7 separate regions of the Mus musculus genome follow, and regions 2, 3, 4, 5, 6 and 7 are each linked to region 1. The links are chromatin contacts, called in public HiChIP or PLAC-seq, Micro-C and promoter capture Hi-C maps. All regions are on one chromosome and are shown on one strand. Each heading gives the region's core, a stretch centred on a gene start, on an enhancer-like site or on the middle of the called end of the contact. The rest is flanking DNA. Distances are from core to core; before and after follow the strand shown. Region 1 holds the start of Tra2a (transformer 2 alpha). Region 2 holds the start of Gsdme (gasdermin E). Region 3 overlaps Mpp6 (membrane protein, palmitoylated 6 (MAGUK p55 subfamily member 6)). Region 4 holds the start of Zfp775 (zinc finger protein 775). Region 5 holds the start of Gimap8 (GTPase, IMAP family member 8). Region 6 holds the start of Gimap9 (GTPase, IMAP family member 9). Region 7 holds the start of Npy (neuropeptide Y).

The links. Promoter capture Hi-C pulls out the DNA fragments that hold promoters and counts their contacts. Hi-C and Micro-C count contacts between places; a contact is called where the count stands out from the background. HiChIP or PLAC-seq counts read pairs in DNA pulled down with a chosen protein or histone mark.
Region 2: a promoter capture Hi-C map of hippocampal neurons shows a contact between it and region 1, with 3 times the contacts expected there. The contact joins the promoter of Gsdme here to the promoter of Tra2a in region 1. A contact is called at or near these places in 2 of 39 promoter capture datasets (hippocampal neurons and liver) and 1 of 115 datasets of contacts at active chromatin or transcription factors (pancreatic cancer cells).
Region 3: a contact with region 1 is called in a promoter capture Hi-C map of liver, with 2.7 times the contacts expected there. The contact joins the enhancer-like site here to the promoter of Tra2a in region 1. A contact is called at or near these places in 4 of 39 promoter capture datasets (embryonic stem cells, hippocampal neurons, liver and 1 more), 1 of 115 datasets of contacts at active chromatin or transcription factors (astrocytes) and 1 of 9 other capture datasets (adipose tissue).
Region 4: a contact with region 1 is called in a promoter capture Hi-C map of pre-B cells, with 3 times the contacts expected there. The contact joins the promoter of Zfp775 here to the promoter of Tra2a in region 1. A contact is called at or near these places in 5 of 39 promoter capture datasets (the 3T3-L1 cell line, hippocampal neurons, liver and 2 more) and 1 of 115 datasets of contacts at active chromatin or transcription factors (memory CD8 T cells).
Region 5: an H3K4me3 HiChIP or PLAC-seq map of embryonic forebrain shows a contact between it and region 1, with 6 times the contacts expected there. The contact joins the promoter of Gimap8 here to the promoter of Tra2a in region 1. A contact is called at or near these places in 1 of 484 Hi-C or Micro-C datasets (the C10 cell line) and 1 of 115 datasets of contacts at active chromatin or transcription factors (embryonic forebrain).
Region 6: a Micro-C map of embryonic stem cells shows a contact between it and region 1, with 6 times the contacts expected there. The contact joins the promoter of Gimap9 here to the promoter of Tra2a in region 1. A contact is called at or near these places in 1 of 39 promoter capture datasets (pre-B cells), 1 of 484 Hi-C or Micro-C datasets (embryonic stem cells) and 1 of 115 datasets of contacts at active chromatin or transcription factors (memory CD8 T cells).
Region 7: a Micro-C map of embryonic stem cells shows a contact between it and region 1, with 12 times the contacts expected there. The contact joins the promoter of Npy here to the promoter of Tra2a in region 1. A contact is called at or near these places in 1 of 39 promoter capture datasets (hippocampal neurons) and 1 of 484 Hi-C or Micro-C datasets (embryonic stem cells).

The regions. Positions count from the first base shown.
Region 1 is chr6:49,262,151-49,266,315 of GRCm38.p6, reverse strand. It overlaps Tra2a (transformer 2 alpha), which reads left to right and starts at 2,264. Exons shown (of 8, transcript NM_198102.2): 1 at 2,264-2,478. The coding sequence starts at 2,443.
Region 2 is chr6:50,259,344-50,263,508 of GRCm38.p6, reverse strand. Gsdme (gasdermin E) reads left to right here and starts at 1,740. Exons shown (of 10, transcript NM_018769.4): 1 at 1,740-1,775.
Region 3 is chr6:50,185,728-50,189,892 of GRCm38.p6, reverse strand. All of the region lies in intron 10 of Mpp6 (membrane protein, palmitoylated 6 (MAGUK p55 subfamily member 6)), which reads right to left. Among named protein-coding and RNA genes, the nearest start is that of Gsdme, 74 kb to the left of the region's middle. Within about 2 kb of position 1,667, at least 66 of the 459 cell types and tissues checked have an H3K27ac peak or open chromatin away from gene starts, as enhancers often do. A contact at or near this core is called in adipose tissue and liver, where this site is marked.
Region 4 is chr6:48,599,772-48,603,936 of GRCm38.p6, reverse strand. It overlaps Zfp775 (zinc finger protein 775), which reads right to left and starts at 1,930. Exons shown (of 3, transcript NM_173429.3): 1 at 1,817-1,930.
Region 5 is chr6:48,645,171-48,649,335 of GRCm38.p6, reverse strand. It overlaps Gimap8 (GTPase, IMAP family member 8), which reads right to left and starts at 2,102. Exons shown (of 6, transcript NM_001077410.1): 1 at 2,051-2,102; 2 at 1,809-1,929. The coding sequence starts at 1,900.
Region 6 is chr6:48,673,826-48,677,990 of GRCm38.p6, reverse strand. Gimap9 (GTPase, IMAP family member 9) reads right to left here and starts at 1,856. Exons shown (of 2, transcript NM_174960.2): 1 at 1,737-1,856; 2 at 1-549. The coding sequence starts at 510. It overlaps Gm46958 (a long non-coding RNA gene), which reads left to right and starts at 1,182. Exons shown (of 2, transcript XR_001785233.2): 1 at 1,182-1,456; 2 at 1,967-2,159.
Region 7 is chr6:49,820,315-49,824,479 of GRCm38.p6, reverse strand. Npy (neuropeptide Y) reads right to left here and starts at 1,770. Exons shown (of 4, transcript NM_023456.3): 1 at 1,679-1,770; 2 at 695-882. The coding sequence starts at 882.

The sequences.
Region 1 (4,165 bases), core at 1,015-3,514:
AGGCTGATGCAGGAATGGTCATGCATTCAACTCTATCCTGAGCTACACAGGGAGACTCCATCTCAAAACACGAATAAAACCCACAGTGCTGTTGGGGAGTTAAATTAGAAACACACAAGGGAGCCTGGCATGGTGGCGCACACCTTTAATCCCAGCACTCGGGCGGCAGAGGCAAGCGGATTTCTGAGTTTGAGGCCAGCCTGGTCTACAAAGTGAGCTCCAGGACAGCCAGGGCTATACAGAGAAACCCTGTTTTGAAAAACCAAAAAAAAAACAAAAAAACAAAAAAACAAACAAACAAACAAAAAAAAAAACCCAAAAAAAAAAAAAAAAAAAAGGAAAGAAAGAAACACACAAGGGCTTTGCAGCCCCAAGGAGGGAGCAACAGTGACAACAGGCCAGACCTCTCCCCCACCCCCACCCACTGAGCTCCCAGGGAGCTGGACCACCAACCAAAGAATACACATGGAGGGCCCCATGGCGCTGGCCATATATGTGGCAGAGGATGGCCTTGTTGGACATCAGTGGGAGGAGAGAAGGGGTTTGATGCCCCAGTGTAGGGGAATGCCAGGGCAGGAAGACAGGAGTGGGTGGGTGGGTGGATGGGGGAACACCCTCACAGAGGCAGGGGATGGGGTGGTGGTGGTGGGGGTTTCAGAATGGGAGACCTGGAAAGGGGAAAACATTTGAAATGTAAATAAAGAAAATATCCAATAAAAAATTGAAGAAACAACAATATAGTAAATCAGGAATGTGCTGTTCTAAATGCACTTACAAAATAACACTACATATTAACTTACATGATATTACATGAATAGAAGGGTAAGTATTTAATAATGAGCTCTCTGAAAGAAAGAGGAAGAAAAATGATTTGCTGATATTCACAACATAAATCTTCCTGTTGTGGCTGAGTCCAAACCATTAAGAGTTTAATAATGGGGGCTGGAGGGATAGCTCAGCGGTTAAGAGCACTGACTGCTCTTCTGAAGGTCCTGAGTTCAAATCCCAGCAACCACATGGTGGTTCACAGCCATCCATAATGAGATCTAACACCCTCTTCTGGTGTGTCTGAAGACAGCTACAGTGTACTTACATATAATAAATCTTTTTTTTTTTAAAGAGTTTGATAACTAGCTCTCTGACATTTCTGATAGGCTCTCTTTTTATATCTCAGGTTGGCTGGAACTTCCAACAGTCCTTCCTTCTAGACGCCTAAGTGGTGGGATCACAGGCACAGATCACCACACCCAGCTATTTCAGGTCTTTGTGAATTCATTATTTGTGCTGGTGTTCCTTATTTTTCTAGAGCAAGAAGTATGGATACTAATGTTGCCAAACAATATATTCCCCCAATTTATTTTTATTTATTTACATGTTCTACAGTGTTGAGGACTAAACCCAGAGCCTAGTACATGCTAGGTGTGCTGGATAATTTTCTATCAACTTGGCACAGATAAGGTCACCTGAGAGGAGGGAACTTCAATTAAAATGCCCCCCGCTGTGGTGGGAGCTCATGCCTTTATTCCCAGAACTTGGGAGGCAGAGGCAGGCAGATTTCTGTGAGTTCCAGGCCAGCCTGGTCTACAGAGGGAGTTCCAGGACAGCCAGGGTTACACAGAAACCCTGTCTTGAGGTTTGGAAGCAGAGAAGAGTGAGAAACTCATGGCTTTTCAGTATAACCCCATCTGTGTATATATTGTTATTTCAACGTTTAAAAGGGCAGATACTAGCCGGGCGTGGTGGCTCACGCCTTTAATCCCAGCACTCGGAAGGCAGAGGCAGGCAGATTTCTGAGTTCGAGGCCAGCCTGGCCTACAAAGTGAGTTCCAGGACAGCCAAGGCTATACAGAGAAACCCTGTCTCTGTAAAAAAACCAAACCAAAAAAAAAAAAAGGGGGGGGGGCAGATACTGGGGATAAGGAAAACTCAGCTGGAAAAGTCGGTTTGTTTGTTGGGTTTTTGTTTGCTTGTTTTTGGTTGGTTTGTTTTGCTATGCAAGAAAGACCTGAGTTCCATACCTAAAGAGAACAAAACCAAAAAAACTCAAGAACAAAACCCCACAGGCAAAGCCAGGCGATGACACACGCCTTTAATTCCAGCACCCGGAGGACAAACCGACCCAACGCCAAACAGCAAGCTCTTGAAACCCGCCAATCTCCCGCGCTAGGCCAGGCGGACACAAAGCCTCCCGGGGCGGAGGCGGGGTTCGCGACGACGTCATCACAGGTCCGCCCCTTGACGTCAGGCGCCGGGGACACCAGGAGGTTTCTGGCGGCACGGGCGCCATTTTGCCTGAACGTGCGAGCTGGTGGGAGTGGAACGCACTGGCCGTTGTAGCCGTCGCCTTCTTCCTCCCCACAGTCCGAACAGCGCGGTGACTAGGCCGTCGGCCCTCGAGCCGAGACATATCTCTTATTTAGTTCTCGGGAGCGCCTGGCCGACATGAGTGATGTAGAGGAGAACAACTTCGAGGGCAGAGTGAGTACAAAGCCGCGGGAGCCGTCTTCGGCGGCGGCCCGATGCTCCGGGGCTCGGGGACGAGCGCGGTCGGTCGGGCGAGGTGGCGGGGCCCTCAGGAGCAGCCTTGAGGGCCACCGCGAGCGCGTCACGTCCCAAGATGGCTTCGGGGTCCCCCTGCGTGCCCAGATGCCCCACTAGCCCGCAGCGCTCCTTTCTGGCGGCTGACTGGTACCTGGCCTGGTCCTATCCTCTCCTGTCGCTCCCTTTCCTCTCAGCTTCCCATCTCTGCTCCGAGGTGCGGGTCCCCGGCGCGGTGGGGCAGGAGGCGGCGGGGCGCTCCCTCCGGCCGGATAGTGGTAGGTGCTTCCTGCGGTGGCATCTCGGGCCACCACCACCCCTCCTCCGGCCATCGCAGCGGGGTCTCGGGGTCAGAAGTGCGCGGGGCTGCTGTCCGGGCGGGGAATCGCTGGCGCGGGACTAGCTGGGGCCTGTTGTCTCCTTGGCTCTCTGTTGCAGTGAGCGGCCGCGTCTCCGTCGGAACCGGCGGCGTCGCGTCTGTAAAGGCGAAAGCCTTGAGGTTGAAGGTGGGACGAGCCCAGTGAAGTGGTTAGTCAACGACCGCAGCGACCCTTAAGAGTCCTTAAGACGAGAGCGAGCGGGGAAGGGAAAACTACGCAAGAGCCTTTCCCCTTAATGTCCTCTTTCCTTTCGCTTCTAAATGAATGTGGAAATGCAGTGACGCCTGTTTTCCTAACAGCTAGATGTTGGGTTCTTTATGTCTCAACTTCCAAAGCTTTCCTTCCTGTGACCATTCCTCTGAAAACTCCTTTACAGATCTTTATGGCTAAACTGCCAAGACATCTTACTTTAAACCTTACGTAACTGAACAAATTTCTTGCCTCAGTTTTCAAAAAAGAAAAGAAAAAAGCTAATCATTGTTAACTCAAAAGATTATACCTGAAATTTACAGACCCTCCCCCGTTTTTCTCACCCATTCCCCGGAAAAGGGACTCAAGACTTTGGTTATCTGAGGTCTTGTGAGTATAAACCGTATATTCACAAAGCTTGAGTATATTATTAGAACGTTACCGGTTTTTGAGTTTTATTCCGAAGTTACCCTAGTATTGGAAATTAATGGAAGTGAGTCCTGGTAAAACCATGGAAGGAAAAAAAAGGGAAACAAAAGTCCCATGGTACTCGAGGGCTGGCAGTTGTGTTGGTATTCTAGTGGAGGAGGGGCGGGTGGAAAAAAGCCGCTGGAGGGCTTTGCTGAAGGAAAGAATTTGTCCCTTTTGGAAGCTCGGGATTTAGACACCTGTACTCTGTCAGTCAAGTCATATACGGTCAGTTAGGGTTTTGATCTTGAGAAAAGAGGGTGCATTTTGTTTGTTTATTTTTTTATTTAATGCACTAGGACAAGGTCATAACTACATTTAACTTTGATTGGATTATTTGAATGAAATTTGCACACAACGATTGAGTTGAACCTGCTTACTATTTTTAGGATTGTTTTATTGTACTAACAACTTTTAAAGACTATGAAGTAAATATTTCACGTAGTTGTATTACTTGTGAAACTAAGTAATTAGGAAAAGACGGTTGGGGTTTGGGTGTGTTGTTTTGTTGTTATTGTTCCTGGTTTAGTCTGTGGGACTTGTACCAGTGTTGCTCTGATGGCTCTGATTGCTGCTCTGGTTCTCCCATT
Region 2 (4,165 bases), core at 491-2,990, 1.0 Mb before region 1:
AATGCCTCATTTGCATGAAGAGGAATTCCAGGAGCTTGCTGGTCATGTCTTTATAGGGAGAGAGGAAGTTAAACCTGTAATTTGACCACCAGGCTACCTCAAGGGTAGTGGAGGTGGGGGTTGTAAGCCCGACGTGTAGCACTGGAACATACAGGCCCTGGGCAAGGAGAAAACAGGAAACTCCTGCTGATCTCAGGATGAGATTCTACAGATTTGGATGCATCTTGACCTCACTCACTCACACGGGCAAAGCAGGGGACCAGACGAACAGCTCTAGCAATTTCTATTTACTCCCTCATCCAATACCCACCTCCTATGCCTTCCTTGTGCACATCAGTTACAAGTGAGGAGCTAGCTGAACAGAACTGGGGCCTTCAGTATAAGCATTGCCTGGACCAGCTTTGAGGATGACCTTAAGCTAACCGGCCAGGTCAAAAGGCGATGGACACCAAAAATCTTCATCCCCTTACATGGCTTAAGTTGCTAGAAAAGAAAGCTTGAACCGGGATAACTTATGAAGTCCACCCCACAATCTCCATCTGCCCCGTCTGAGGAACAAACGCGACAGTTCATTTCTCTAAAAGATTTTTTTTTTATTATATACATGTGTGTGTCAGGGGATAACTGAAGGGTACCCTGTATGAATCAGTTCTTCCACTGTGTGGGCTCTGGGACCCAATCAGATGGTCAGACTTGGCGCCAGGCACCTTTGCATGCTATGCTGGCCATCTCATTTAATCCAAGCATAATTTACTGAGTATCTACTATGCAGTAAGTTTCAAGTTTGGAGCCGGACACTGTCAATAAAGCAGACAAAAGTTACTGTCCTCTGAGACATGAAGATTTAGGGAAGACGTTTGTATTCTACATATAGTAGAGTGGTGGCTGTTGGAGCACAGGAGAATCATAGAGTATGGAAGGAGCTACAGAGGGTAGTAGTGTGGATAGTTAGGAGAGGTTTGACGTGAGGGGACCAAAAGAGACTCCACCCTTTTAGCAGCCTCCCAGGCTCCTCCCCACTGGGGCAGCCACAAAGTGCGGCTACTCTCTGAGTGTGTAAATCCGGGGCTTGGAGGTGGGGGTGCAGAAGGAGAATTCTCTTTTTCTATTTATTGCACGGGAAAGAACATCCTATAAAAATTGACTCAGAGGGTGCAACGTTCTGCTTCAATCCTCTCCCTCAGTTTACCAAGCGCCTGTAGGCTTGATTCTGCCTTCAGAGAGCTTACCTCTCTGATTAAGCTACTCAACACCAAGCTCCAAGCCCCAAACAAGTGCAAGGGTTGCCAAGGCCAAGGTGGGAGTTTCCTGGACACTGCAAAGCCACGCTGACAGCTCACACCCTCTTAGTGCCTGGACAGGCTCTGGAGAACCAGGGGCATAGAGAAGGGGAGGTGGGTGGGATGAGGGAACTGTAGCCAGTAGGCCACAGTCTCGTCCCCATCTTCCTCCTGTGGAGCAGATGGAGAGCCAGAGACTGACCCGGACGGTTGGCAGTTCCGGAAGGAAGACAGGCAGTGTCTGGTTAGAAGTAGTCTCTGGTGCTGCCTGGATCTCCTAGACCAGCTAGCGCCTTTAACTCTGCTGCCAGGTCCCCCAGCTCCCGGGTTCAGCCCCGCCCCCGGCGCCATCCCTTAGCTTGTGGACCGGCTGAGGCATCCAGGGGCAGGACGGAGCAAAGGTCCAGGCCCTCCCTCCTCTTCTCTGTGGGTGTCCGGGAACGCGCGCGTGCGCGTGAAAGAACGGAGCGTGCAGGACGGAGAGGCGGCGCGCGGGTAAGTGGCGGCGGGCGCGAGCTGCGGGTTCCGCTTGGGCTCCTCTTCCCTCCGCCCGCATTGTGTCCTGGCCTGGGGCAAATTGTCGGCTCCCCTTTGCCCCGGAAGATCCCCTTACATCTCCCAGAGGCGGGCGATTGGGGTAGTGATCTCCTTTTTTCTCCCCACCTTCCAGTAGGAGCAGCTGCTCCTTCTTACCCATAGTCTCATTCTCGCCCTGTCTCCATTCCATCCTTGCCCCTTCCACCATGATCACCACCACTCCTGTGGTCCTGGGATGTGGCAAGTGCAGCTGGTGTTCTCTGGCACCCCATCTCACCATGCCTTCACCATATCCCATGCATCCATCCTTTGTCTTCTAATCTCTCTCCTGTGTCGGTGTCAGAAGGATCCAGTGTGTGCATGAGTGCATGTGCAGGAAGATCACAGGCTGGCATGGGTCCTGCCTGACCTGGGGTAACTGACTGAACCTCTTCACTGTGAGGCCTTTTGCCTGGAGTGGCCGTTTGGGGAGGGGTTCTTCCCACTTGCACCCCTCAGGGAAAGACACCAGGCAGCTTCCAGGCTTTGCTGAAGCCTGAACAAAACAGCCAGCCACTCACTGGGAGTCTGAATGGGACTTGGAGAGAGGAGTCAGGGAGGATGCTCCAGGACAGCTGGGCCCAGGTGACAGTCAACCCGTAGGCAGAGTTGGGAGTGGAAGGAAAAGATCTGAGCTGTTGGAGGAACAGAATCTAGATATGCAATAACAATGAATTCTCTTCAACATGCATCACCTAGGAGTGCTTCTTGTAAGAAAGGCTGGACCCCTGATCAGAGAGAGCAGCAACCTAGACTGCCTGCCCACATCCCTGGACTCCAGGATGGCCTGCCTCCTGAGGAAGCTGTATATTGGCCACAGGGTGTTCTTGTTCTTTTTGAACTCTGGAGTCCTTGGAGAGGTCTCCTCTTTATACATAGGAATCTTCTCGTTTCTTTTTGAGATCCAGTCCTGGGAGCCTGGTCTGCCCTTGAACACTCTGATCCTGGGGCTTCTCCCATGGCCAAGTGGTAGGATTACAGGAAAGCTCTGCCAATCCCCATAACTGTGTTTACCTTTGAAAATTAATTAAAACATTTTTTTAAAGATATTATCTGTCTGTGAGGGCCAGCCTGGTCTTGGATTTGTAATTCTCCTGCCTCAACCTCTCTAGCCCTGAGTACCCAGATTACAAGCTGTGCCACCATATCTGTCTCCCTCTGATCGTAACCTCTGTCCCACTCTCCTCTGCTCCTCCTCAAAGCCTTGGCTGCCTGCTTCGGTCTGCCCTGCCAGGCTCAGGCCTATCCTCTGACCACCCTTTGTTCCTTTCACACACTATTGGTGGAAAGATACATTTTCCAAGGCAATGGCTTTGTCTCTACCATAACTGAAATTGGCCTGTCCTGACACACTGTCATTACCAAATGAATCAAATGCATCTAAATTAAAAAAGAAAACATTAACTAGGGGTCAGCAGAGCAGGGTGGTCCGAAGCACCTGCTCTGGAGTCAAGGTGGTCTTTTTGGCTCAGTATGAATTCTGTTGGTGGACATTCAAGGTCCCCAAGTCAAAGCTACTGGGATCTGGACCTGCTGGGTTTTCTTGCTCCTTGCAGCAAGAGGGATGTAGTTTGTCTGTGATTTCAGAGGGAGTTCTTTGCTCTAGACTAGAGGCTGACTTTAAGTGGGGAAAAATTCTGATTGCAACTCTTCACAATTCATTGCTACTCGGAAAGCCTGGCAGAGTTAGGCTGTGGCTGGGGTTGGCCAAGCAGCAGTCAGTCACTAGATAAACTGGGAGGATGGTGGTATTGGCCCCTTCATGGCTTGGAGAGCATTAGTGCTTGATTTCTGGTTGATCACGGTGACAGAGTGGTCTTGTTTTTTGCCGTGGTTTGTGACCACAGGGCCCTTACTTCATGTGGATGTCCTGTGTCCCTGTTCATGTTCAGTAGGGGAATTCGAGTTCAGCTCGAAGCAACACCAGGCTGGCCTCTGATGTGTCTGTTTCTCAAGGTCTTGGGAAAATTACTTAATGTGTTTCAACTTCAGTTTTCACATCTGCAGTATGATGAAAATGTTTGCTTCAGGGAGTTGTTCTGGAGAATAAATGAGGAAATACATAAAGCATCCTGCCCATCACCTGGCAGAGAGCAGGAACCCAGCATGTGTTGGCCCTGCTCTTTATGTGGTGTGTTTGGCGTTTGATGGGCGCTCCCCTAGAATCCGGGGCTGGCTGTGGCAAGGCCAGAGCTCTGAAGAAGAAGTCTATCCTACCTCTGGGAAGCAGAGACAGGAGGTTATGGAGTTCGGGGCAGGCCTCAAACTGTCAATAAAAAAAGAAAAATGAAGAGGAGGAGAAGGAGGAG
Region 3 (4,165 bases), core at 418-2,917, 920 kb before region 1:
GTAATAAAATAAGCCATACCCCACCTGTCCCAGTGCAGCCACTGTGCTGTAGATCAAGAGGAGCTGCGAGGTAAGTGGAAACTAGAATCAAGGCCTCAGTTTTGATGGGAACTAGCCTATTTTTTTTTAATTCCTAAAAATGAATTTGCTTAACAAAATTACAAATTATGAAAATGAAAGTAACTAGAAAGTTATTGACTCTTCTAGATGCCTGAAAGCAAAGAAGGGAAAAGGAACACAGAGCACCAGTGGCTTGATAAAAACCCAGTCTGTCCTCCCTGAGATCAATCATTCAACAAAGCAGTTTTTACTAGCTGCCAGAAATACCATGGGTCAGAACACTAGGAAGTAAACCTTATCTGTGTACTCAAATGAAGTGAGAGTAGCCAGATATTCCTCCAAAGCTTTTATAGTGCTCAGTTAATGACAGAAGCTTAAATCACTGGATCCAAGTTTGCTGAAAACAGCTGCAGTGTTTCAAAGTATCTCTGAACAGGTTGCTTAAGTGTAAACTACAGATTTGCAGGGGAAAAAAAAAAAAAACACTACCAAATGCCATAGTCAATGACTAACATTAGTATCAATAATAGGACACAGAGACAAGATGCAACTCTCCTGATGCATATTTGAAGGGTAAGAAACTGATTTATATATTTACAATAATGCAGAGCTGTACTTAAAGAGGAAACAGGCAAATTCAAAGGAAGAGAATGGCACAACAAATTGGAAAAACGGATCGAATTATATGCTGTTTATGAAGGAATCTTACACTTAAAGAGACTGGTATGTTGGGAGTAAAGGATGGAAAGACATCCCTGTAAGCAGTGACCCAGACACAGCTGCAAACTCACATCAGAGCAGACCAACAGGGAGACGAAAGGTATCGTAGAAACAATGAAGAATAATTACAACGACAAAAGGGTCAATTCGTTAGAAGTAAGATGCTTACTTACATCTAAGCACCTAACAGTAGAATCTCCAAATACATGAAACAAAACAGAAATGAAGCAAAAGAAAGATGGACACGTCACCAAAAGAGCAGAAGACCTCAAGGCTTCCAGTGATGGAGAGAACAGAAGGTTACAGAGGAAATGAAGGCCTGGGCAGCTACACAGAACATATCAAGGCAGCAGTCCAGTCAACAAGAGGAGAATACTTTTCCCCGCAGTGTACAAGAACAAGTGACACGCTCAAAGATAGGTTATATCTGAGGCTATAAAAAAATCCCTAAGGAGTTAATGAGGCCTATGGTCTCTGGACAAAGTGAATGGAATTATCATCACTAACAGGAAAATCTGGAAAAATAAAATGTGTAAAATTAAATAATGTACTCCAAAACGGGTCAACTAAAAAAAAAAAAAATAGAAATCAAAACTAAAAATAGCAAACACTTTGAGAGTGGTCATTACTGATGGAGCTGCCAAGAGCCCTTCTGGGTGCTGGTAGCATATCTTTGTCTCTACTTCTGATAGAGTACAGCTCGGCCATCATACTCGTGAGGGACTCTGAAGCCTTAGAAAAGTGTCTTAGCAGAGAAAAATTATCAGCACTGTGGTAAGCTTCAAGAAGAAACATTAGATGGCTAACTGAGGCCTACTGATGGCTTACATGGAAAGACCTGACAAAACACACAGGAGTCTGTGTCAGAGCGGAGGCACCAAGAGCAGAGGACCGCTAGTTTTCCTTTCACTTTTCCTTTTGACCAAAGGTTCAGTTTCTATCTCATCTCAGTGACAGTTTTCATATATGGCTAGGAAGGAAGAAAGCTGCAAGCAGGCAGCATGTGAGAAGCCGGTTTTAGCTCCAGCTAACTGACTCGTGTTGCACAACTGTCTTATTCTCAGATTACATTCTAAGCCTCTGTGGTGAAGAGAAAAAGTGTTTCATTACATTAATCTATTTCTAGAATTAAAAATGACTCTGAGATGAATGCAAACAAAAACATAAACCACAGCAAAATTATAAGATGCAAAAAGCAGCACCTACTGAGCAATTTCTAGCATAAATGTGTCTGTTAAAAGGAGATCTCCAGTGGATAACCTAACTTTCTACCCGGGATAACAGGAGAAAACTTCATCCTAACTCCAAGGAGCAAACAAAAAAGAAAACAAGATTAAATTAATAAAATGTATGATACAAAAAAATATGAAAAGAGCAAAATTGACAAATATTTGGGAAAACTAAGAAAAAAATTTACTAAATTCAGGAATGAGAGGGGCTGTTACTAAGGACCTTGTAGAAGTCCTGCGACAATAGAAATACTTGCACAGCTATGTGAACATGCTAAAACCAAGAAACCCAAGTGTGTGGAGAAAACGCTATGCGGATTTCATCTGAATGAAGATGGTAAGGAAAAAAATAAGCACAAGTTTAGAAAGCAATAACTAAGAAAGTAAAGAGAGAGACAGGAGCAGACAGATGGGAAAGTTGACCACCTCTGCATAGCTGTGCCAGTGAAAGCATGTTAATGCTAGCCTGTTTTCTGAGAATAGATTTATTACTGTTACTGTTGAATCAGCTTTGTTAATATGACAATATATTAACTGTGAAAAGGTTAAATAGTTCAAAGGAGAAAAAAAAATCCTTTAAAACCAAAATGAACCAAAGAATTGAAGGTGCAAACAATGGAAAAACTGCTCCCGGGCAGCAAAGCGGCACTGTAAGTGGTTACAAACCGGAAGTAATACAGAGTCAATGTAACCCATAGAAAGTCCAACGCCATTCCTCATATAACTAGAAAACACAATTCACAAACAGAGAGACAGAAAAGACTCTAGATGGCCACAACAATTCTAAGCAGAAAGAACCCAGCTGGAGGGACACGGTTTACTCAACTTTAAACTCTAATAGAGGACATTATGGTACTGGCACAACAGGCAAGAGAATATATACCGCTGTCCCAGAAATAACCCCCAGAGCTATGAACACCTAACTTTTGATAAAGGTGTTAAAATACACACTAGACAGAAGACAGTAAAGGGGTACAAAGTAGACCAAGGACCTTAGCTTCAAACATGAAATGGTGAAACGGCTAGGGAGCGCAGAATGAACACAGTTTGAGATACAGGCACATTCTAGAATGTTCAGAAGGAAAAGCCTATAAAATAAAAAAAATTAAAAGTGGTTAAAAATAATCTTTTTTTAAAAAAACCACATAACAAAGGGAACTGTCAGAAAAAAAAATAGGATAAAATCACTGCCAGATACATTTCAGATTATACATATAAAGAACTGTGAAAATTAAATACCAAAAATCCCAACTTAAACTGCCAAACAATAAATGTAATAATGAGACAGACAACTCTCAAAAGAAGAAATACAAGTGACCAATAAATATTTTAACAAGTGTTCAATATTCTCAGTCACCAAAATAATGGAAAATAGAACTATTTTGAGATTCTATCTCACCCAAGTGCGAGTGGTTACCATCAAGAGCAATGACAGCAAATGCTGGTGAGGATTTGGAGGAGGAGAAACCTTATTCACTGCTGGTGGCGGTGCAAACTGGTGCAGTCATACGGCCATCAGTGCAAGAAACATAAAGTGGGACAGGGAGATGCTTCAGCTGACAAGGTGCTTGTCACATGAGTTTGGTTCCTCAGCACCCACAAAAGCTGGGCACAGGGCATGGAGAGATGGCTCTGTAATTAAGGGCGCTAGCCTCTCTACAGGCGATCTGGGTTCAATTCCCAGCACCTTATCATGGCTCAAAACCATCCAGGTATGACTCTAGTTCTAGGGACTCTGATAGCCTCTTCTTTCCTGGCTTCTGTGGACGTCAGGCAAGCATGTGGTACACTGTCACAGATGAAGGAAAATACCCACAAACAAACAAACACACAAACAAACAAACAGGTGGGGCTTGTCTGGGAAGTGTGGTGGGGACGGTATGTTAACCAGCTGGATCCTTAGAGTTTCCTGGCCTTCAGCCTATTCAAAACAATGAGCTCCAGGTGCAGTGAAAGACTGCCTCAGAAGCCCCAGGAAGGAGGCAATAAGAGAAGATACACACCATGAACCTCTGGCCTCTGCATACACACACACCTCCATGGGAGGCATCTACCCACCCACACACCACGGCTCTACAAACAGAACTAGCATTCATAGGTGTGTACCCAAAGGGCTCTGTCATCAATGCTTATTGCTTTTCTATTCACAATTACAA
Region 4 (4,165 bases), core at 681-3,180, 660 kb after region 1:
TTATGATTCATAACAGTAGCAAAATTACAGCTATGTAAAATTAAATGAAAATTAATCTTATGACTGGGGTCACCACAGCATGAGAAAGTGTATTCAATGGTCACAGTATTTGGAAGGTTGAGAGTCACCGGCTTAGTGGGTAAAAGTGTTTTGACATGCAAGCCAGTTCTGGATACCTAAGCTTGATACCCGGAATCTATGTAATCCACATGGTAGAGAGGACCAACTTCCAAAAATTCTGTCCTCTGTCCTTTGTCTGTCTCTCTCTCTCTTCCTCTATCTCTGTCTCTCCGTCTTTCTCACACACACATTCAATGAATGAATGAATAATAGTTTTAAAATTTTACTGATTTCTTGGTCCCTCCAAATCCATCTGCCACCAGAACCCAAACTGATCTCTCTCTCTCTCTCTCTCTCTCTCTCTCTCTTTCTTTCTCTCTTGCCCTTTCTCCCTAAGACAGGGTTTCTCTGTAGCCCTGACTCCTGAACTCACTCAGTAGACCAGGCTGGCCTCGAATTCAAAGATCTGCCTGCCTCTGCCTCCTGAGTACTGGGATTAAGGGTGTGGGCCACCACCACCCAGATCCAAACTGATTTTTCTAAAACTGAAATTTTGACATTTTACCCCCTTGACATACTTCAAGAGCTCTCCAACACTTGGAAATTTAGACAAAAATGTCTTGGCAAGGCCATTCAAAACATAGTCTTTGGTTAGCTTTCCCCATTGTCCCCAATATCTAGATTTGTTATGTCCTCACACACCTGCATACCTATAACTTGTCTGTCTTGCAGTGACCTTGCCCATACACCCCCTCCCTGGTCCAAATCAGGGGTCACTTTGCCAGAGACAGACATCTTTGGGAAACTCAAAACTACTGTTTAGCTATGTGTCATCCAAACAAGTACCTGTGGGGTAACTGTCATCATCCATGCTTTCTGTTACCACCAGAAGACCAAACGCATCCTAATACAGGATGCCTCTATCCCTAGCACACAGTCCAGACCCCAGCCTTGTAAACCATTACAAAACACGGTTATGAGGGCTCATTTACATAAACGTCAGCCACAACTGAGTGGTAGAAGCACAGAATCATGGAGCTTCGGAACTGACAGGACACAAATGCTATGGGATGTTTTCATGTTATTAACACAACTAAAAACCAAAAACAAACAAATAAAAATGCAGAGCCTGTCACTTGTCTCCAACCTCAGGTGACCACACCCAACTTGCCACTGCTGCTAGAGACCATTCGGACTCTGTGTCGCCAGACACCACACCCACTGAGACTGCTGCGGTCATTTTACTTGAAAGAAGTCTCAGTAACCACCCCCGAAGACGCGCACACAGTTGTAACTTCTGCGTGCTTTCCTTTTGCTTGTTCTCCGTCTCCACCCTCATCCCGCCTCGCAGAATCGCTTGTAGCCAACACTGGGATTGCTGCCCCCAGAAGCTCTTCTACACGGAAGCAGACACAGACAGGGAGCTCAGAACAACCAGATGGCTCAGTAGGTCCTCTTGGCTCTTCAACAGTCCTACCCTCCTGACCTTACTGCCCTGGCCTGTTGACCTCCCAGCCAACCTCAGGTCCCTCCCAACTGAGCTAGGAAGGGTGCTGGTGGTACAGAAAATTGGGACCCAGAGCTGAGGTGCACGCGGGACTCAGGGCGCCTCAAGGCCCGGGACCCATCCTTCCTCTACAGCCCGGTACACCGGAGCAGCACGGGAACAGCGACCCGGCGCTGGTCCGTCCCTGCACCGCCCCTCCCCGCCAGAATTGCACAGGACTCGGAGGGAGGGGGCCTGAGAAATAAATACCTTTGACTTTGTGGCTAAGGTTAACGGGAACGGCTACCCAAGGGGCGACTTGGGTACCGGGCTCCGGGCCATGGCCAGTCCCGGGGCAGGCGGGGCAGGCGGACGCGTGTGATTGGCTGGTCGCCCTGCACCGCCCCGCTGCGGATTGGCTGAACGGCTCAGATGACACTCCCGGCCCTATTGGTGCAGCCCGCGGGGCGGCCCCTTTGTTCTCCGGAGCCAATAGCCAGGGTCTGACCTCGCCTGCGGCCGCGCGGCCCTAAGCAAAAAATCAGTGAGCTGAACACTGCTGGGGTGGAAGAGGTGGCCCCCTAATGCTCTGTGCCCCGCGGAGCATAGTTGCTGTGCCCGTCCACCAGGTGCCTCGGATCTGCCCACCTTTGAGCGCTCTGCCTCCCGCACAAGCGCGTATTGATATCTGAACTCGCGGCGTAGGTGCGGGGTACCACGGTAGTGAGGTGCCATTAGGTTTCCTTGCTTGGAAGCCATCGCGGGCCAAATAGAACACAGCACTTTTAGGACCCCTCTGGAGAGTATATCTACTTTATTGTGGCTCTTTTTCTTTACTCCCTGAAAGCTATGTTTAGGCGGCATTGCTCACACTTGCCTATTGCACATTGCAGGGCTCTTTTGCCTCGTGAGGGTACAGTGAGCCATCATCAGCCAGCATATCATCAGACCACACTGAGTCATGATAAATTATGTTTGGAGCTGTTTGCAAGTGGCTTTGGAAATCATTGCATTCGGGGAGCTTTTTCTAGCTGAGAAAACAGGTCTGAAGAGGTTACCTAACCGCATCTAATTTCACTATGCACTAAGGTTCTGTTGAGTGAAATATCTTCTAGCTGCTAACCAGGTCCAGACTGCCAAGAAGGGTGATTGGTTCCCAAACACCTCCAGGAAAGTGTTTTCATTCCCACCCTTTCCTATACATCTGATAGAATTCCTCCCACCTCTGCCTTGAGTTTGGTCGCAGCTGGGTAATCACAGTGGGGTCAACTGGAAAGATACTGCATTTTCTCTCCAGAGCTACTTTGGAGGTGCATTTGGGACCAGGATGGATGTCCTGTAACCCCTACCATGGCACCAATCTGTAACTGTTCAAGCCTCTAGGCCCCCAGCTGCTGTTCAGCTGTCAAGCATTGTGGAAACTGGGGCCAAGTTTCTAGCCATTTTCCACTAAATTCATGTGCAGTCATCACAAGAGAGAGTTTTCTGTTTCTGGACTTTGATGTGTTTGCCTGTGAAATAGATGAGTGAGTTTTCCCACCTGCTTATGTGCCTTTCTGGATTTTCATTCCTACCTCTCAGAGCAGCATTCTAGTTTCAGATCCTCCACCAGCTAGTGTGGCCCAGGAACAACACTTCCTATCCAGAGTGACAGACTCTCCAGACTGACACTCAGGACCAAGGCTGTTCCAGAAGTGGAAGAATGAAGCACAGTAAGTGAAGGCTAGCCTATCTTACACACTGAGATAGTTCGTTCAAGGCCAGCCTGGAACTGTATTAGATCCTGTCTCAAAAAATAAATAAATAAATAAATAAATAATTTTTAAAAATGTTTAAAAAGAAAGAAAAAAAGCAAACTATGTATTGATGCACATACACAGAGTCTATATTATAAAATCTGTGAGGGGGGGTTGGTGCATGTGGGGGCCAGGGGGTCACATTATGCATCTTCAGGCACCTTCCATCTTGTTTGAGACAAGGTCTCTAATTAGCTGGAACTTCATCAAATAGGCTAGGTTCACTGAGGTGGCCAGCAAGATACTGGGATCTCAGTATCTGTGGGATTGTGACCCACCATACTCAGCTTTTGTTATGGCCTCTGGGAAGCAACACTCCAGTCTTCATGCTTGCAAGGCATATATGTTCTACAAGCCAAGCCATCTCCCCAAACCCAGTATTATGTGACCAAAACCAGCACACTAATTTCTTTTTTATACAGTGGTGGTCAAGGCTGAAAGGGTGAGCTGGGGAGATGGCTCAGCAGTTAAGAGCACATGCTGCTCTTGCAGAGGACCTGGGTTTGATTCCTAGAATTCACATGGTGACTCACAACCATCTATAACTCCAGTTCCAGGGAGTCTAATACCCTTCCCTGGTCTGGCCTCCATGGGTTCCGGGTACACACATGTACACAAACATACATGAAGGAAAATACAACATACACACACATCTTTAAGACAAAAGGAGGCAGAAACAGACCCGAATCTCAGCTTCTAGTAATTAGTATTCCAGGACCGTGTGCAGGTGTTTACATGAATTTGAAGGGAGAGCAAGAGCTGCAGGTGTTTACATGAATTTGAAGGGAGAGCAAGAGCGCCCGGAGCAGCCCATCAGGTGGGA
Region 5 (4,165 bases), core at 853-3,352, 620 kb after region 1:
AACTGCATGCATGTGTTGCATATTCATTTTTTAAGTAAATAAATCTTTTCAAATGAGTCTGTACCCCTCCTGCTGCTTCTTATATACCCACATTTCCCTTCTCCTTCTCATCATAGTACAATAATATGAAGGCCTGTGCCAGGTGTGGACCCCTTAATCTTGGACTTCCCAGCCTCAGATATTTGATGACCTGAGTATATAATGCACTAAGGCAATCCACTGGGCCTGCAAGTAGATGGACAACCAGCACTCCATCCTTGTGGAAATGTTAACTAGTGACTAGAAGTGGTTAGAAGGGTAATCTGGTTTCATGAAACAGTGTCCCCAATGCCCTCACCACGATCACACCACCTTCTCACTCCAGGCCAAAATCTGTGACCTCAGGGTGAGTCCCTTGCAACCAGTCGACAGAGAAAAGGACGACCTGTTTGGCAGATGGTTCTGTACATGTGGGCACCACCAACAGAGGACAGCTACCTCACTGTGGCCAAGGCTTGGGCATCTCTTGAGAACACGTTGGAAGAATATTCTCCCCATGGGGCAGAACTTTGAGCAGCGCACCTTGTTCATTACACTAAAAGAAGAAATGGTCAGATGTGCAACTATTACCAACCCATGGGCTCCAGCCAACCATTTGGCTGGATGGTGTGGATTTGGAAACAACATGGCTGGGAAATCGGTCTGGAAGAGGTGTCTGGAAGGACTGCGAGGAAGACAAGCAAGAGAACTTCTGAATGCCCATCAAAAACTGACCTCAGCAAAGGAAGAGCTTGATCATCAAGCTGACAGGGTGACCCATTCTGTTGGTGCCAGTCATCCTCTTCCCCAGTCACCTGATCATCAGCCAACAATCTCATCACAGTGGCCACAGTAACATGGATAGGGACTATACATGGGTCTGGTAATATCAAAGTATACAGTGCCATCTCTCTATAGCAGGATTCATGGGTCAGCAATTCATGGGTAAAAATCAAATGGGAACGACACTACTTGACCTCAGCAAAATCTTTGCTTCCAGTCCCCAAGATCTTACACTTTGTTAGCACAGAGGTCTTGGCTACAAAGAGCAAAATGTTTCCACCAAAAGACAATCATCACCCTATCCTGGCAGTTGAGTGAGTAAGTCTGTGAGTCCCGCTCTGTCTTCCCTGGATATTGCCCAAGGGTACCACGAGTTCAACCATTGGAAGGAGCTTCTGTGATTCATCCCACATCAAGGTGCAAGTGGTCCCAGAGAAAAGAGATCAGAGAGGCCTCCAGAGCCCAGCGGGGGAAGACGTTTAGTCCTAGACAGTGAGTCAGTCAGCATAAGAAAAGGAGTTAGCAGGTGAGGGCCAGTTTGGATTAAATGTACATAAACTCAAGACTTCCTTCAATACATGACTAACTGGATCTTTCTGTGAAAGGACTGGAAATTGTTCGAAGAGAGAATATAGGACATAGATACTGCCATCTGCTTCTCCAGGAGACCAACAGTCCCAGTGACAACCAGTGACTTCCTTCTGGGAGTCCAACCCCTGAGACACTCCCTGCTGGATCTTGAACCTCCCTGTCTGCCACACTTCTGTCCTCTTCTTCCTCCTTAGGTGTGAAGCCTTTCCCCACAGACCTCCTGGCAGGCAGCTGTTCCACATTCTTTCTTGGGAAAAATACGGTACATCCCTACTGGATCTGGTTGGAGTGACATAATTCCAGCTCTTGAAATCCAACCCAACACAGGGCAGACTGCCTTCCACAGTCTAAACTTATCACCCCCCCCCAAGCTATAATAGACCCCCCCCACACACACACACACCTCTGAAACATACCTCGGTCTTTCCCCCTGTCCTACTGATGCTTCACAGCTTCTGTGCTCTGCCTGGCTTCCTGCAGCTGCTCCTTGGTGGGATGAAGTCGCCATCTCTGCCCTCAGGTCAGTGGAAGCAAATCCTAAAGAGGGCCAAGAGCCACACAAGGAGAGTTAAAGATTTACCAGGCCACCCCAGTCTCCCTGGCAGGAGGATTTCCAAATGTTTCTAGGAAGAAAGAGGTTTCTAGAAGCATGTCTTACATCAGTAGAGCCTGAGAAGGAGCTCAGAGCACATAGGATGAACACGGAAGGGGCTTAGGGAGGGGCCGGTGTGAACACAAAGGCACAGGTCTTCTGGAGATGCCCTTGGGTGCCACCATGTGGCTGTGGGAGCACAGTCATTCACACTGCTACAGACAAAGATGGTAACAGAAAGGCCTACTTGGGTCTTGTCCTAGTAAGCTTCAGCTATGAATGTAACACAGACCTAGAGTCATCTGGGTAGAAAAAAAAAAAAAACAAAAAAAACACGACTGAATGATTGCCTATAACAGACTGGCCTGTGGCCATGCCTGAGAGCCATTTTCTTAATTGCTGATTTATATTAGAGTCCGTCAGGGTGGCCTGTGTCATCCCTCGGCAGGTGGCCCGAGCTGTGTAAGAAAGGCAGCTGAGCAAGCCAGAGGGAAAGGTAAGCAGCATTCCTTCATGGTCTCGGCTTTAGCTCCTGTCTCCAGGTTCCTGCCTGGAGCTCCTGCCCTGGCCTCTCTCCTGCAGATTATCACTTGTAGACTGAAATCAACCTTTTCCTCCTCAAGTTGCTTTTGGTCTTGATGTTTATCGCAGCAACAGAAAAGCAAACTAGATCAGGTCTATTCTTTGCAAAGACCAAAATCGGAAGTTTTTGATGAAGTCAGTTTGGGAGTAAAACCCAGCAGACTTTCCTCTTGGCTCATCCCCACCACCGTCTCCCTCAGCCTGGACTGATCACACAATGTAGATAAAACTACAAAGGAACCATTTGCTTTCTCCCAGAATAAAGTGCTCCCTCATAGATGAGAAAAAGCTTTCCCCCAGCTAGCAAAACACAGAAATGTTTGAACCTGAGTTTTCATATGACTCACAGAACTCACTGTGTCCCAGCGACCTAATCTGATCTGTACTTCCTAAGCAAGGGGCACACTGAGAACAGCATGGTTTCCTTGTTAGAAGTCTAAAGTGACGTGTGCTTATGCTATAAGGATCCTGAAGGATTTGGGGAACAGGGCACATACAGACTCATACACTGGCAAAGAAAACTGCCCTATCCCCCTCCCCCTCCCATTCACTCACCTCACCTTAATAAAGAAGGTCCACTCATAGAACAGTCCCCACCTCCCCTGGGCACCAGGTCAGTGCATAGAATACCATCTAATTAAAATGTTGAGGTGAAAACTATAGACTAGGATATACAGGTGCCTGTGAGGCTGAGCTAAGGGCTAGCAAGCTCTTGCTGCTCCAAAACTGAGAAGCCATGGACTTGGGGGCGGGTCGGGGGGAAGGGCAGGCGTCCTAAATGAAATAATAAGCTTTGGAAGAGTGCTTAAAGTGAAATTAAAGCTTCTCACAACTTCTTCGTGACTTAGCAGGTCGACGATTGGTTTGCTGAATGATTTTGCTCTGCGGCCTTTCTGGTTTGGCTCTAAGGAAGGATGGGGTCTCCTGCCCTCTAGTGGCCGTGTGTAACGACACATGGAGCAAATGAGAACCTGAAAGGTCCCTGCTGACTCTCCTAGCTCTCAGTAGGGACAGGACAAAGTGGGACTATAAACTAACAGAAATTGCATAAGGAGAAAGATGCGGTCATGCAAGGAGGAGTCTACGACGGCCATGAATTGTGTTAGACACAGAGGCTAATCTGTGCGTCACGCACTTTAAGACCAGCACTTGGGAGGCAGAGGCAGGTGAAGCTCTGTGAGGTCCAGGCCAGCCGGAGCTACATAGTGAAACTATGTCTCCAAACACAAACAAAAAAGAAGAGGGAACATTTGCAAGGATCCCACAGTCTCAAGTCAGGGAAGCCGCGGAGCCTGCCACAGTGAAACTACCTATGGGGTGTGAGCACCGTGGTATGTTGGCGAGCCGTGGGAGCAAGGGAGAATATGTGCTGTGGAAACCCCCACTTCCCTTCTGCAGTTGACAGACAGTAGCGGAGGCTACATTTGATGGAACCTGTGAGTGAGGAGGATGATAGCGCACTGTAATCTGGAAGGGTCAGGAGCTACGTTTCCCCCTGGGAGGTTTCTCGCTTTTGGTGTGTGGTGTGAAGACATTCAGGGAAAGTTTTCTGGAGTGCTCTGAAGATCTCCTTTTCTGCCCGCTCCTGTTCCTGTCCTG
Region 6 (4,165 bases), core at 607-3,106, 590 kb after region 1:
TTTGTTATTAAAGGCCAAGTAACGCTTCCCACACTGGGAGATAATATTATTGAGCTTTTCACCCGCATCACTTACAAAATTATCAAGGCTCTGATCCTCAAGGTCTTCTTTGTGAGTAAACAAGATGATCATGTACTTCAGGGCTGCCTCCCCAAAAAGACCCTTGATCAGAGCGACCGTTTTCTGCTCTTCTTCAGTGTAACGGTCCAGTCGCAAAACCAGAATAATGGCGTGAGGCCCAGGGCAGGAGTAGAGAACGCAGCGGCTGATCTCGAAACATGTGGTTTTCATGGTCTCCTTGGTGTCAAAGAGCCCAGGAGTGTCGACTACAACAAGGTTTTTCCCCTTCCACTCCCTGTATGCTCTCTGGCAGGTCTTGGTAACAGCATTGGCACAAATCTTAGAATCAAATTGACGTCTCCCGAGGATGGTGTTGGCTGTAGCACTCTTCCCATTTCCAGTCTTCCCTACCAGAATGATCCTCACTTCAGTGTCTCCCTGGCCAGCCATGTCAAGGCAAGCTGACTCTAAAGATCTGAATGCACAGATCTTAAGGAAGGAGAAGAGAGGAAAATTACCTATTAGACAAATGGAAAGCACTCCCGATCCTTTCTTTTTTTCCTTTTCTCCTGAAATTTTGCAGTGTTCTATAGTTTTAAAAGGCTGATGATCTGGATATCATTTAGGCTGTTCCTGATGGCATGGACAGGCTGTCTCTAGTCCTGCTACCGCCTTCATGCCAATATTGGAACAGATGTTCCTGGCTCATGCCCAATGCCAGGTCTGGGAAATGAGTGCGCCCAAATCGTTACTGTGCCAAATACCTGAAAGCCCAGGATGACTATAGAGGTCAACAGCTTACTATATATTTTATGACGACCTAGGAGAGGCATTCAAGGACTCAAACATAAAGAAAGTGTAAGGAAGGCAGGGGCAGGTAGGATCTCAGTGAGTTCAAGGCCAGCCTGGTCTATAGAGTGAGTTTCAGGACAGGCAAGGCTATACAGAGAACCCCTATCTCAGACCAAAGAGAGAGGGGGAGGGGGAGGGGGGAGGGGGGAGGAAGGGAGGGAGGGAGAGAGAGAGAGAGGGAGAGAGAGGAATTGTTCATCTCCCCTGCTTTGACTGGTACACAGTTAATATGTTAATTATTACAGTTAAATATCACACTGAAGCCAGAAATATGCTCACTTATCATGTTAATAAACATGAAACAAAACCCCCAAGACAGTTAAAACAATCCTGCATAACAAAAGAACTGGCAGAAGTGTCACCACTTCACCTCAGAGTGTACTACAGAGACATAATAAAGAGAAAGCAACAGACAAGATGCAAAACAAGACTCGGAGCCCCTAGACTACACTGTGGCTTCAGCAGCCCTCCGTCAAGCCAAGGGTCACACAGCCACACATGCAAATCTGTCTGTTGTACAATTAAGAGGAGTCAGCACATTGAGGTAAGAAAAAATGAATTAAACATGATCTGAGTTCTCTCCCAACTCTAACGAACCTGCCTTGGGGGACACAGAACTTTCTATAAAGGGCACCAGGCCCTCTGTGACCTTCCCCACAGACACACTGCAACGCATCAGTTCATCTCCTTATATCTCTTAGCCTCCACCCCTCCCCCCAGCAGCTTCCTCCCTGTGCAGACACAATACTTCCACCCCCATAGATGCTCCATTCGCCCTCCCTCTCACAGCTCCCTCGCTCCAGGTCTCTTCCAGCCAGACTCACCTTCTTCTGCAACAGTTAATGAGAGTTCAGGATCTCTCCAAGGAACCAATTTGACCTGGTTCAAGTTTTCTACTGAACTATGAAGTAAAACTTCCCTCATTCCCTGACAGGAAGTTCTATGGGTGGAGCCAATTGTAGCTTCCCCCCCCCCCCCCCCCAGCCTGAAGCGGGCGGGTACAGACCTTGTTGCCTCGGAGGTGGGGCCACCTGCGGTGCAACTTTCTGACTAGGCTGGCTCCTTTTGAAGAGACAACTGCCCTGCTCTTCTGCTACCTGCTCAGAGGCTGAACCTGTCTTCCTGAGACATTCCTGGCGACCGCGTGCTGACAGAATGGCTCCAGGCACGGAGAATGAACTGGCAGTGGGGATGGGCCTTCCCCCTTATAAGCACACTCTCTTAGTAAACTCAACTCGCGGGCCTGATCAGAGAAATTTTTGTCTTGGCTTCATTATCTTTTCTCACAGTCTAAGTCTCTTTCAGCCCCAGCCTGCCTCCCAGGTGCACCCCGTTCATGTAGGCCGCGGGCCGGCTTACAACAGGAGCCAATGAAGAAACCATTTGCTTTTAAAGAAACAGAAATATTTTCTTGTAATTTAATAGGTGCTTCAGCTCTGTCAAGTTGAAGCCTTTTCTCTGTATGTCTATTATAATGCCAAACGTTTCTAAATATTTTTTTATTATTATTGTTTGGTTTTTTTTTTTTTTTTTTTTTTTTAGATTACTGATGTGTTTATAAAAAGATAACGAGAGAAGGAGGGATATGCTCTATGGAAGGTGTAGTGAGGTATGGGAGGAGTTGTCCCAGCAGTCCCATTCCAAGGCATCACTTGTTCCTGAGGGACCAGCCACACGACGGTATAATATAGAATAGAGTTTATTCAGGGCATGGGGAGGGAAGTCAAGAGGGTAGAAGAAGCAGAGAAACGCAGAGGGGTTAGAGAGTACAGAAGTAAAGGCCAGCCATGGGCATGTGGAGAGAGCGGGGCAGGGGCGAGGGGATGGAATGGGGAAGGGACAAGGGAGCAGATAGCAAGAAGAGAAGAGCAAGAGCGGGAGAAGGGGGCAAGCAGCCCCTTTTATAGTGGGTGAGGCCTACCTGGCTGTTGTCAGGGAATTGTGGGGTGGAGTTTAGACAGAATGCTAACAATTACAGTCTCAGGTAGCCCAACCTACAGTTGAACTCACAGTGTGTGGAGGATGACCTTGAACTGAAAGCTGAGAACCTGGTAATTACTCAGTCCTTGAAGCTAGATACCTCAACAGTTGGAGTTGTCTCAAGATTGTTGGTTCCCAAGGCAGACAAGAGATGGTAGGTAGAGCATTGCCCATACCCTGGACTTCTCTCAGAGAGCTGGGCAGGAGGGTGGCTGCTCCCTACCCAAATCAGGCATGGGCCTACTCAACTTTTTAAGTTAAGAATCAGTTAAGCTTCTGATTCCCTGCCAGAGAACTGGCTTAACATTTGCCTGACTTCAGTCAAGTCTGCATATGCAAATTAGGTGTTTCCTCCCTTGTTCTTTTTTTTTTTTTTTTTTTTTTTTTTTTTGGTTTTTTGAGACAGGGTTTCTCTGTATAGCCCTGGCTGTCCTGGAACACTTTGTAGACCAGGCTGGCCTCAAACTCAGAAATCCGCCTGCCTCTGCCTCCCGAGTGCTTTGATTAAAGGCGTGCGCCACCATGCCCGGCTCCTCCCTTGTTCTTTTGTCCTCCCCTCCCTCACTGAGCTATATAAGCTAGCCCTGTTAAGTCAATAAATGAGCTATCCTCCAATATAGTGCGAGTCCTGAGACTACAGCTGGTGCGTAAGAGCCCTATAGCCCTCAGTGAAAACTTGAAAATGCTGATTCTGATATCAGTAAAGGAATCAGCACCAGCTACAGTACAAGTCTGCAGGAGGGAGACCTAGGGAGCAAAGAAGGAAATGAGCCTCCTTCTCCACACCCTTTCCCTCGGGCCCGCTACCAGTTAGTGGGCCCCGAAATAAACCAAGGCAGTCAGGACAGCTCTCCAGGTGAGGCTCCCTACTCAGGTAGCCCTATTTTGGGGCAAGTTGACATAAAAACAATTACAATGAAGTGCCACACCAGGCTTCAAAAATATTTTTGTTCATGTCTAGAGTGATACTGAACATACAAAGAAGCCTAGATCTTCAACTATTTTCCTTATGTCCCCTCTACTAATTCCAAGCTTTTAGACTTTACATGAAGATTTCTCATTCGGTTGTAATTAATTTTTGTCTGAGGTGAAGGATGTGGAACCTTGTCTCAGTTTTCTGCATGCGATACCCAGGTTCTCAAACACCATTTGCTAAAAGGCTGCCTGTTCTCCAACATGTCTCTCTAGTAGCTTTATTGGAAATCAGATGGCTATAACTGCACATTTATTTCTCGGTCCTATGTTCAAAAGAACACAGAAGAATGTTGACTTT
Region 7 (4,165 bases), core at 521-3,020, 560 kb before region 1:
CATTAAAAGTACAGATTGTGGTCTGTCTCTCAGGTCCCAGGCAGTTGGAGCTGTAGCCATCAGAGTCCCTAATGTAAAGGCTTTGTTCTCTTTTGTTTCTTCTTAATGGGGCACTTTCTTTTCAGAACTCAGTTGCTATAAAATGGGAAAAGTCAGCCTTTTTATTAGTTCAGAAGAAGCCCATGGTATTTATTTATTTATTTATTTATTTATTTATTTCCCTAAATGCAGCCACTCCCTTTGCCCTGGGCAGGCTCAAAGATCTCTCCACCCTTTTGACAGCTGGATTGTGTCCTTGGTTTTCTTTGACTGTGGTTGTTTACTCTAAATCAGGGTTCCTCTTCTCCCTACACCTTTACACTTCTGCACCCCTGCCCAATGCAGGCCTTTCCCCCGAGATATGTGCTGGGTAAATCTCCAACTGATGTAAGCAAAAAAGGCAGGAAAGGTAAGTGGCAGACAGAGGACAGCCTAGAGGCACTGAACCTTGGGCTTGGGTCTTGGAGAGAAAGTCTAGTGACAAAGACAATGTATCCAGTTTGTGGAGTGTGTACCCAGCTCACATATTTATCTAGAGCTGAATTTATGTCTGATCCTGCCCTATGAACAAGGAGAAAGAAATGATCCCTGATGTCCAAGATCTCCAGAACCGCAAGTTTTCCCGGCTCTAGGTACCAGCCGCGTATGCACCCACCTCTGTCTGGTGATGAGATTGATGTAGTGTCGCAGAGCGGAGTAGTATCTGGCCATGTCCTCTGCTGGCGCGTCCTCGCCCGGATTGTCCGGCTTGGAGGGGTACCCCTCAGCCAGAATGCCCAAACACACGAGCAGAGATAGAGCGAGGGTCAGTCCACACAGCCCCATTCGCTTGTTACCTAGCATCTGTGGATACAGAAGGCTCAGACTTGGAGATGCTGAGATTGCTCGTCTTTGTCCCAATTCCAGCTATCACTCTAGACCCTCATCTAATCCCATCCCAGACCCTAGAATAAAAGCCCAGACTGGGCAGGCGCCACTTCCAAATCTTTAGAAGACCACTTGCCCCGACCTGGATCTTCTGCCCCGTCCACATATTTCAGAAAACTTCCTCCGATTCTCCTGGTGAGAGGCAGAGGTCCCCTTTTCAGAACAGAATTGGAAGTTCTGCCCTCTATCTTAAAGAATGACCACTTTTCTCCTCTCGTTCCTAAATCACCCTTGGAGGAGAAAACTTTTCTTCTGGGTTGCTTTTGATTTGTGTGGCTACAAGCGCTGTGACAGTCGGATACCCAGAGGCTCAGTTCGGATTTTGGAGGCAACAGAGCTCACCGTGCTAGAGACAATACTTGGGGGAATCTCCCACTAGGAGCACACATGCAATCTGGGTTCCTGGTTGTAACCAACCAACCAACCAAACAAACAAACAACCAAACAAAACCCCACCGCTGCCCTGGGATAGGTGTTCCCAGGTTCTTCTCCCTACCCTCAAAAGATAAGAGGCACGGAGGCGGGGCGCCCAGATTGGAGGGTCCCGGGGAAGGGCAGGTGGACAGTAGAACCTGAGTCCAGCAAGTGAAATTTAGGCGCCCCAAAGAGCTGGGTGTCAAGCTGGCAGAGCAAGCTCAGGGGACCGGCTGCGGGGCAAGTTCACTGGCGTCTGGGAGCCCGCGCCCCTGTCCCAGTTGATCCTGGCACTCACCGTGGCGGGCGGGCAGTCGTCGCTGAGCGGCGGGTGCTCTGCTCTGGGTGCCTCTGTGAGAGAAGAGATCCACCGGTGGGATGCGGAGAGCGGGTCGCCCACAGGCTTTTATGGAGCGCCCTTGTCGCGGCAGGAGGGGCCTCGGGGGCAGTCACGCCCGGGTGACTCCCACAGCCACTTCCCGCCCCCAGCGGCGGGGGAGGAGGCTGGAGCCACTGCCGCTCGAGTGGCGGCGTCTGGAGCCACCCACACCCCAATTCTAAGCGGCCCGCTCTGCGGGGAGAAGGGAACAGTCAAGAGTGAGCACCCTCGGAGCCCTCTCTCTATCCCCGACCGTCGAGTCCCGCTAGGGAGATGAAGCGGGACCGCTTAGGTTGCCTGTCGCGGGAATTGTCAGCTCTCTGCGTGCGGGTCTGTAGGGACCTGAATATTCTACTTGGGGAGCATATCTGGGGCCCGCGGGATAACTGCGCGCTCTGGGAGGGAGGCAGGCGAGCGAGGTTTTTCCCGCTCCCGGTGCAGGTGTGCGGGACCGCAAGGTCCCAGTGGCTTCCATAGACCCATTGGATCTACTGGTCTCCCCAAAAGGTGGGCCCTCCCCCAAGCACTCTCCCCAACGCTGCTAGCCGGGTTCGGCCTCAGCCAGAAACTCCCCGAGGCTGCCACTGGGAGCCCGCGGTCCATGAGCTTCTGTATCTAGAGTGGAAAGTGGCGGCGATTCGCACCCCTGTCTGTAAACCCTGTGAAGTCCCGAGTGAGCTTGGTTAGCGTCTGAATGAGCACTTGCTTTCAGATTGAAATGGAGCAGATTAAAAAACCAACACCAGTGTGCTTGTCGCGTTAAACTTGTTGAATAAATATGAACGATATTGAAGTTATGTTTACCAGATAGGGATTTTTACAAGGTACGCTTGAGTAAGTGCCCCTGGAAGTTTGAATCTAAGTGAAATGGTCCATTGCTAAAGTGGAATTTACGCGTTATTTTAAAGCTAAACTAAATGATTTCGTTTGAGTGTCACTTTGCGGGTTGTTTAAATAGTGCTAAATTGACTACTAATAAGAGGGAGAGAGGGAGGGAGGGAGAGAGGGAGGGAGGGAGGGAGGAAGAGAGAGAGAGAGAGTGAGAGAGAGAGAGAGAGAGAGAGAGAGAGAGAGAGAGAGAGAGAGAGACTATGTGATCGAATGATAAACCAGAACAACAATATCCCTCGCAGCTGGAAGACTTCACTTTCCCTACGTCAGAAACCTGCACCAGGGCCACAAACACTGAGCTGTCAGGGCTGCTTTTGTGCCCACATGAGGACATTTGATAAAAGGCAAAGCATCTAACAAGTCCTCTCTGATAAGGAGGAAGGCACACACTACTGTTCAATAATGTAATTATATTTTTGTAGTGAATCAGAGATTCACATCAGTTGAAGCCTGGATTTAGCAGGAGTCACAGGATCTCGGAGAAAGTACACCTTAGGGCGCGAGGGAGGGGCACCACTTTTGAGCAGGGACTCTGGGAATCTGATTCACTTCCTTTATAATGTCGGTGCTTGAAAACAAGAACTTTTCCCATCAGCATTTGGAAAATAAAGTCAAGGGAGGGTGTGCCCAGGATGTCACACTGTTCTCTTCCTTGTTGTCCAAGCTGCATCATCTGGCCTTGAGCTCTCAACATTCTGCTGATACCACTCCATCAATTAACTCCTTTGGTGGCTTCCTGAAATCATTGGTAGCTCATAGAAACAACCTCTCCCCCAACAAACAAAATCAAACGTCATTCAAAGCAGCAGTGTCCTAGCTGCTGGCTCTCTCCTTTGTTCCAAAGTCAACTTCATTGACTTTTTATTTATATGCGTGATCATTCATTGTAATAGCTTTTCTAAACTATCAATAAAATATACTAAGAAGCTTCGGATGTTTGAAAGATTCCCTTGGATACACATTCACGAATCCATAAAGAACATAGGTTCATCACCTCCTGGACTTTTGACATCCCTCTGACAGTGCCCTCTCCTGCTACTCCCGGTTCCCTTCCTCCATGGGTCTGTCTCCTGACATACAGAGTTGTTTGCATATCTAGCCCAGCTCCACAATAGCTTCTCATCTGTGCTTTTAATTTTTTTTAATCCAACACCCTTAAGCTAAGACTCACCCAAATGTCCACAGCACACACTGTACCGTTGACACATTTCCATGCTAAGACACCCCTCAACTTCAAGAACCAACTCAGCTTCTCCTAGATCCCAGGTTCCTTCCAGCTTGTACTGTGACTAACTCTGCAAGGGCATTGATTGATAAGTCACTGTGTTGATGTAAGCAGTCATTTCCCATAGGGGAACAAACATCAAGTCATCAACTGACGTTAGCTCCATCCCACAGGTCACTGCCAGTCTATTTTGATTTGTTTTTTTTTTTTTCATTCTATTTTGGCCAGTTCCTATTGCTACATCTTTAGTTACTTCATTTATTCTGTTTCAATATGCGATCCTTGTCAGT